Regions from separate parts of the Oryzias latipes genome. Here region 2 is linked to region 1. Evidence: chromatin contacts called from public Hi-C data. All regions are on one chromosome and are shown on one strand. Each heading gives the region's core, a stretch centred on a gene start, on an enhancer-like site or on the middle of the called end of the contact. The rest is flanking DNA. Distances are from core to core; before and after follow the strand shown.

Region 1 (3,358 bases), core at 614-3,113:
TTCAATAACAGTCAATACAACATGGCGGCGCCATTGATGATGAATGGCCATTGGTCAACAACTGTCAACACGCTGGTGTGCATAACTAAGGCATGCCAATTGGAAGCCTCAGAGACTCCCCTCTTATGTCTCTGTCAGGCTTGTCAGAGTTGCATGTTGTGACAAGTTGATGTAAAATCCACTTATTTCAAAATGGCGGCTTTTGTGTTAGTTTTATCTCCATAGCAACAATTTTATGTTTTGGTCGCCTGGGTATTTTGAACAGATTGAGTTTCACAAGAGTCTGCAAAAGTAAACTTTTGTATTTCCTTTTCAACAGATGTTATTTCTAACAACACCCACATTCCTAATGAAGTCATATCCTATAGTATATCATTTTCTCTCTGGCCAAGAGTTTATGCATTGAATTTTCATGACATTCTAATAAAAAAATGTGTGAGTGTCAGCAGAAGCTGTTGAAAATCTAAAACTTCTAACAGCAACCTCCCCCCCCCCCAACTGCTTCTCAATGACGCCCGAGGATGCTGGGACAGTCTCCGGCAAGCCAGCGACCCCACCGGGTTAGGCAAATGGATGCTAACTGGCTACCTATGCAGAGTTGTTGGTCACATGGCTCATTTCATTAGAAAACAAAATGTTTCCATTGCAGTTTTAAGTGTGAAGTATGTCAGTTCCGCGACACCTCAAAAAGCTCCTCTTCCAAGCGGAAAAACTTTTTTTGGAGAAATTTGATAAACCCAACTGGGTTGTGGCTGTGAGAAATTGACCTGAACGGCTCTCTAAGTGTTAAATTTTACAGACCCCTGGCCGAAAAATACTTTATTTTAATAAAGATGTGAGTAGAAGGCAGTATTTTGAGCATGTGTGGTATACTTGCTTGTTTAGGTAAGGTTTTGAATTGTAGTTCAAATTAATTTTTTCTGTTTCTTTTTTTCCTCAGTTCCTGGAACTACTATGTATATGTATATGAGAAAACTTCCAATAAATCCATAAACATCAAAACTGACTAAAAATTATGTTCTTATCTGACTGATAGTGACAATTTCCTCTTTATGTCTTTAAACTTAGCAAAAATCTATCAGCAACGACATTGTTATAAAATGTACATGTCTGTCAACCCAAGGTAACTATAAAAATTATAATTATGATTGTATTTGAGGGGGAACACACACACAGTACAGAGCCTAAAGTCCTAACAATAAATGATCTACAACACCTAACAGGTCTTTTTACAGTTTATAAATCCCCCCACCACCCAAAAAACAACTTTTTTTTGTTTGTTTGATGTTAACGTGTCCTGTTCAAACAGTTCTGTCGTGAGAAACAGATTACACATCTTATCAATAGTGTAGCACACAATAAATGTCAGAATTTACCCTTTGGAAATGATAATGTATTTTGAGTTAGACTGAAGAAGACGACATGTTTATTTTTAATTTAAATAGATTTAATGCTAAAGGCTCCGTTTTTAACCACAAAAATTAAATCTCCAGTTTAGATTGGGGGATCCCATCTTGGTCCAGTTCAGATACAGTAGAGATATTTGGCAAAGGTTAGCTGTAAGGCCATGAAGGCACATGGGTAAAGTGATTCCTATTTGCAGTTTATGGAAAATCAAAGCAAGTTTTATCTACAGGCGGTGATTGTTTCTTTAAGATGAGTGGTTTATTTATTTTTATTTATTTATTTAAACGTTTAAATTTAAAAGGAGGGTTTGCCCTTTTAAAATGAAACATCTCATTTAAGAGACGCTTTTGTGGAAACTTTAGCTAGCTTGTTTTCTACAAGCACTTGAAGGAACTACTGAGAAACTTTGTTTACGCCCCACCCCTTTGAGTGACGTGTGTGCGCATGTTCAGATTAGGCGGGTCGAATCGAATGTGAGTGGTCAGTCCTACTGCCGGGTAAAGTTTTTCAAAACTCCAGCCAAGTTGATCAGCGGGCCGCCCTTTGATAGCAAAGAGGAGTACAGAAAGCTTACTAGGACTTACTTACAAACACGTATCTGCTCTGTTCGGAGACAATCAGTTCTTGAGAACATTTACTTTAACCACATAACGTCCACCAGTGGATGCGCAGGATTTCCAGCGGGAATGGGAAGCCTTTGAGAAAGAGACGTCGTGGGCTTCTTGAGTAAGTTGGATTACGTTTGTCCTGTAAACGTTTAGAGCTTGTTCTTACATCTAGCATGAACTGTAGGAATTTGGGGTGGCAGCGTGTTAATAATACCGCCACCTAGTTAGGCGGATCGCGCCACCAGTTGTAGCTTAGTGTTTTTTTTCTAAAGTTATTATTTCTTCGGGGTACAGCGGTTGTAGTGTAGTGGGACCGGACTGACCGGTTCTCTGTTTCGTTAAGATATTCGGTGAGCGCCCTTCGTGACCAAATCTAAAGTTTGAAGTAGTAGTAAGTTTGAAGCCTGTGTCGTTTAAAATCCCGCCGTATTTGGTTATTGGTGGAATTACTGCTTCATCAAATGCGTCAAAACACGAGGGAAATCGCTGTTTTTTCACCACAAGGTTGTTCCGCGCCAAGGATTTCAAAAACAGTTTACCTGCGCGGGACACCCTCCACTTCCTCTGCGCCGGCTCGTGCCGCTCTTTCATTGGCTGCTTGGCACAAAAAGGGCGGGACTCTCTCGTCCGTTAGCCCCGCTGATTCGACGGAGCTTGCGTCACTTACCGCCAATATTAAACTGGTATTTGGATATGTTTTTATAAAGGTTTTCTGTTACTATTGTAACACAACGAGTAGTGTTAAATTGATATTATTATTTGAATTTTACTTTAATAAAATAGACTGTTTCAAGTGCCAATTTTAAGTGTTACATGGAGGCTACTCTGGTGTAACCTTGTGAGTGAAGTATTAGATTTAAGTTAATCTATTTTACAATAATATAAAGTTGTTTTAAAATCAATACAAGCAGATGAAGAAAATCCAGTTGTACCTCACATTTTTGTCTTTGTGTGTCTGTACGCTTTTTTCAATAGTAACAAGGTCGTTTCCTGTTTGTGGGATGAATAATTTTTTTTTTATTATTCTGATGGGCTTAAATTGAAAACATTGTTAATAGCAATGTCTGCAGATTTCTTTTTGTATTTTTCACTACACTAATAGAAATGATGTGACTCTTGTGCAGTCTTCTTAAGGACCTGACAGCTGGAGAACAATGGGTCCCCTTTCCACACCTAAGAAGGGGATAGAAGCAGGTTCTGTTGATCCCTGGACTCCAACTTCCAACCTGAAAATACTCATCAGTGCTGCAAGTCCAGAGATCAGGAACAGAGAGAAAGAGCTGTGTTTGGACCCTGAGGATCGCGACGCTCTTGACCCGACGCTGGTATGCAGTTTTGCTTTG
Region 2 (3,358 bases), core at 418-2,917, 170 kb before region 1:
TGTAAGCATATCATTGAGTGTATATGAGAATTGGACCAAGTGAGTGTGACATCACCCCATTGACTGTAAATGGGGAACTGGAGAGAATGGCTGTGATGTCACCCATGGAACATGCTTTACTTGTGCCTCCAACCAAATGAAGTCAATTCAGTCGCAATTGTTCCCCGATACAGACTCTGCCATGTTGGGGCCAGAAATTGACAATAAGCAATGATTGGTCCAAAGTTGGTCATCATTTCTGTAGCAACCACTCTAGCCTATCAGGAGTGAGCTTGTTGGAAGGATACACCCCTACCACTTGAAAGCAAGCGAGAGAAAATCTGCCAATCAACCTTTTGAACGTTGGATGTGAGACCACCTACTTTTTTGAGGCATCTGATTGCTCAGATTATAACTTGCACTAAAAAAATATTATGACAAAAAAAGGATTATCAAAAACATGTAAAAAAAAAGTATCAGATCAAGAATGGTTTATTCTGACCAAATTCTGATAGAATTTCCCAAGCTGGGATCAATAAAGTATCTTAATCTTGATCTTATCTTATCTTCATTTTTCTATAGAGGTCTATAGGATTTTGGCTTCTTTGAACCAGTGTGTACTTTCTGTTTGGTATGCCAGGGGAGAGGAGTCACTCAGTCCAGTCCTCATATACAGTCAATGGTAAACCCCCAGCACAGATTTGTTACGTCACACAAAAAGTGACAACTGAAGTAAAAAAGGAAATGAAAGAAGGACAATGTCTGAAACATCCAGCTCCTCCATCCCAAATGGTCAGCTTCATTAGGAAAACGCATCCCGTATTTTGAAGCTGCAGGTGTTTGCTAACTCATCAGGTTCCAATTTCCAAAGCTCTCCCTCTCGCTTTTCAGTCATTGTGTTCCACAAAGTGAGGGGGACAGCCGGCTTTTGTGTGGAGCCTGAAACTTTTTAAAGATTCTCCACATGAATACACTCAAACAGTGATGCCACAGCTAATCTGAAGGCTATTCATGTACCAGGAGCGTCAGCCAAACACTCACACATCCTCATGCACAGACTCACACGCACTGGTGCCACCAGCGCTCCCTCTGCTCTATGTCATCTGATGAACACCCAAAGTCTGTCAGCTTGTATTAACAAAAAGATGAAGAGACGACCCGGGTGCTTTTATACTTTTACTGCAGCCTCCTGCTGTAACTGGACTTCAGTCTGGTGTCACGACCCGCGTCAGACTCACAGTTAGGCTGCAGGTGTCCATTACCATCCTGCAGCAACACCTTAAACCTACAGTTGTAGCATTTAAGATTTGATTTATAAATTTAAAAAATGGGTAGTGTCAGACATTTACTGACAGATCAGTAAGACAAATTTTCACAGTAAAGTTATTGATTTTGTTATTATCGATACACACTCCAATTTTTAGATTTTAGGCAAAGTCTGCAAGGTAATCTAAAAAAACAAAACTATATTTACCAAAAAAAACACATTTTCCATCAGTTCTATTAACAACTTGTAGCAAAAACTTCAGGTGAAAAGCTGACAAACCTTGTGCATGCTGCAGATATCCATGAGGATCAGAGAAAGAGGTGAAGGTAAACACAAGATGAGAGGAGAATCTCAAACTGAGGCCAGGCACTAAAAGAGTGCAGAAATGGGGGGGAGTGGAGCTGATCAGTGTTAGGGTTGGAGGAGGAGCTTCCAAATAAAAGGAACTGAGAGCAGAGGGGTTCAGGATCAGGTTTTTCCCTCAGGTTGGTGACTAAACTGGTCAAAGGTGGCATTGCTGGTCCTCCACAATTACTCACATATACCAGAACTTTGACATTTATTTTCACAGTGATTACACTGTTTTCTACTGTACTCAAGCTACAACCCAAACCTTACCGGCCTACACCAGGGGTCTGCAACCTTTAACACTCAAAGAGCCATTTGGGTTGATAAGCCAGGGGGAGCTGCAAAGTCTCATTACAACGTTGCTTTGTATTGATGATTTTGTTACTGTTATGATCAATATAAATGATTGTTTTTGGCATGAGTAAAACAAGAGAAATTAGCATTTTTATTCCAAATGAAATAGTTTATAACTTTTGACAGAACTTCCTTTCAAGATAAAATACACCCTGTGCCCCATTGGATCATCTCGCTGCAGCAAAGTTGTAGGTAGTGTAATGACATTTGTGATTTTAAAAAAAACACAACACATTTTTTTAACCTTTTGCTGGTGCATCACAGCTATATGTTTGTAAAACATAGCAAACAAAAAGTAAACCAGTGCTAACTAATTGACCCTACCTATAATAAACTTAAAATCCTTTGTTTTTTTTCAAAAATCGACATTGCGCCTTGGAATTAATTTTCTGTGGCACATGGTGTTTAAAAAAGCGTTCCAAATGTTTTAGAACAACAGAGCCACAGTGCTTGATTGATTGTTGGTACTGTAGTCAAAAGCCTTGCAGAGTGATATGTATTATGCTTCAATGGGTTGAAAAAAGTTGGATTTGTCTGACTGTTTTCTTTTGCCTAATGTGGCATTTAGTCCAAAAATATGTTAATTTAAAGTATCATTTTATTTTTCTTTAACCAAAGAGCCACATGTGGCTCCAGAGCCACCGGTTGCAGACCCCTGGCCTACTGAATGGCAACACGGTCAAGGATAATAAATAAAGACTACTGGAAAATGATTTAACTTACTCACAATGCTGGTCTCAGATTCTGTAGTTTTTGCTGAACAAGCACTCTCAAGAGCAAGAGCCTTTGTGTTGGTTTGCCCCTAGACTTGTTCCTCTCATACTGTACAGACATTACACATTCAACTTTACCATGAAACTGCTGCAAAAACTTCACATTTACAATTCAGCCCCTATCTATCATTGTCCATTTCGAAAAGATCTACACATTCATTCAAACATTCACAGCATTATCTTGTCTGGTCTCTCACCACGAATAAACTACATATCTGGGCGGCCGTGGAGCAGCGGTAGGGCGGTCGTAAGATTGCAGGTTCCATTCTCGCCGTGCACCCCCCCTGAGTCGAAGTGTCCTTAGGCAAGACACTGAACCCCACCTTGCCTCTGGTGGGAGGTTGGCACCAGCTTTCGGCAGCGGAGCAGCCACCAGTGTGTGAATGTGTGTGTGAATGTGTGTGTGACTGGGTGAATGGGTCTGTGACTGTAAAGCATTTTAAGCCTTGAAGGTAGACAAGCGCTATATAAGTATACGCCATTTACCATTTATTTATACCAGAACTAGACTCTAAAACGGTACTGTAGATCAAATTAATTATGCTAGATGCAAAATAACTGTTTATTAATAGCAACAAAATCCAGATCTCTGTTCCTGCTTTGAAACAAATAGGATTACAAGTCCAGGGCTCCAGAC

The links. Hi-C and Micro-C count contacts between places; a contact is called where the count stands out from the background.
Region 2: a contact with region 1 is called in a Hi-C map of embryo, with 4 times the contacts expected there. The contact joins the enhancer-like site here to the promoter of e2f8 in region 1. A contact is called at or near these places in 2 of 5 Hi-C or Micro-C datasets (both in embryo).

The regions. Positions count from the first base shown.
Region 1 is chr3:6,174,633-6,177,990 of ASM223467v1, reverse strand. e2f8 (transcription factor E2F8) reads left to right here and starts at 1,863. Exons shown (of 13, transcript XM_011487365.1): 1 at 1,863-2,133; 2 at 3,140-3,340. The coding sequence starts at 3,170. It overlaps LOC110017121 (a long non-coding RNA gene), which reads right to left and starts at 2,611. Exons shown (of 4, transcript XR_002292430.2): 1 at 2,555-2,611.
Region 2 is chr3:6,348,885-6,352,242 of ASM223467v1, reverse strand. The region is part of intron 7 of nav2 (neuron navigator 2); the gene reads right to left. Among protein-coding and RNA genes, the nearest start is that of nav2, 56 kb to the right of the region's middle. Within about 2 kb of position 1,667, at least 1 of the 8 cell types and tissues checked has an H3K27ac peak or open chromatin away from gene starts, as enhancers often do. A contact at or near this core is called in embryo, where this site is marked.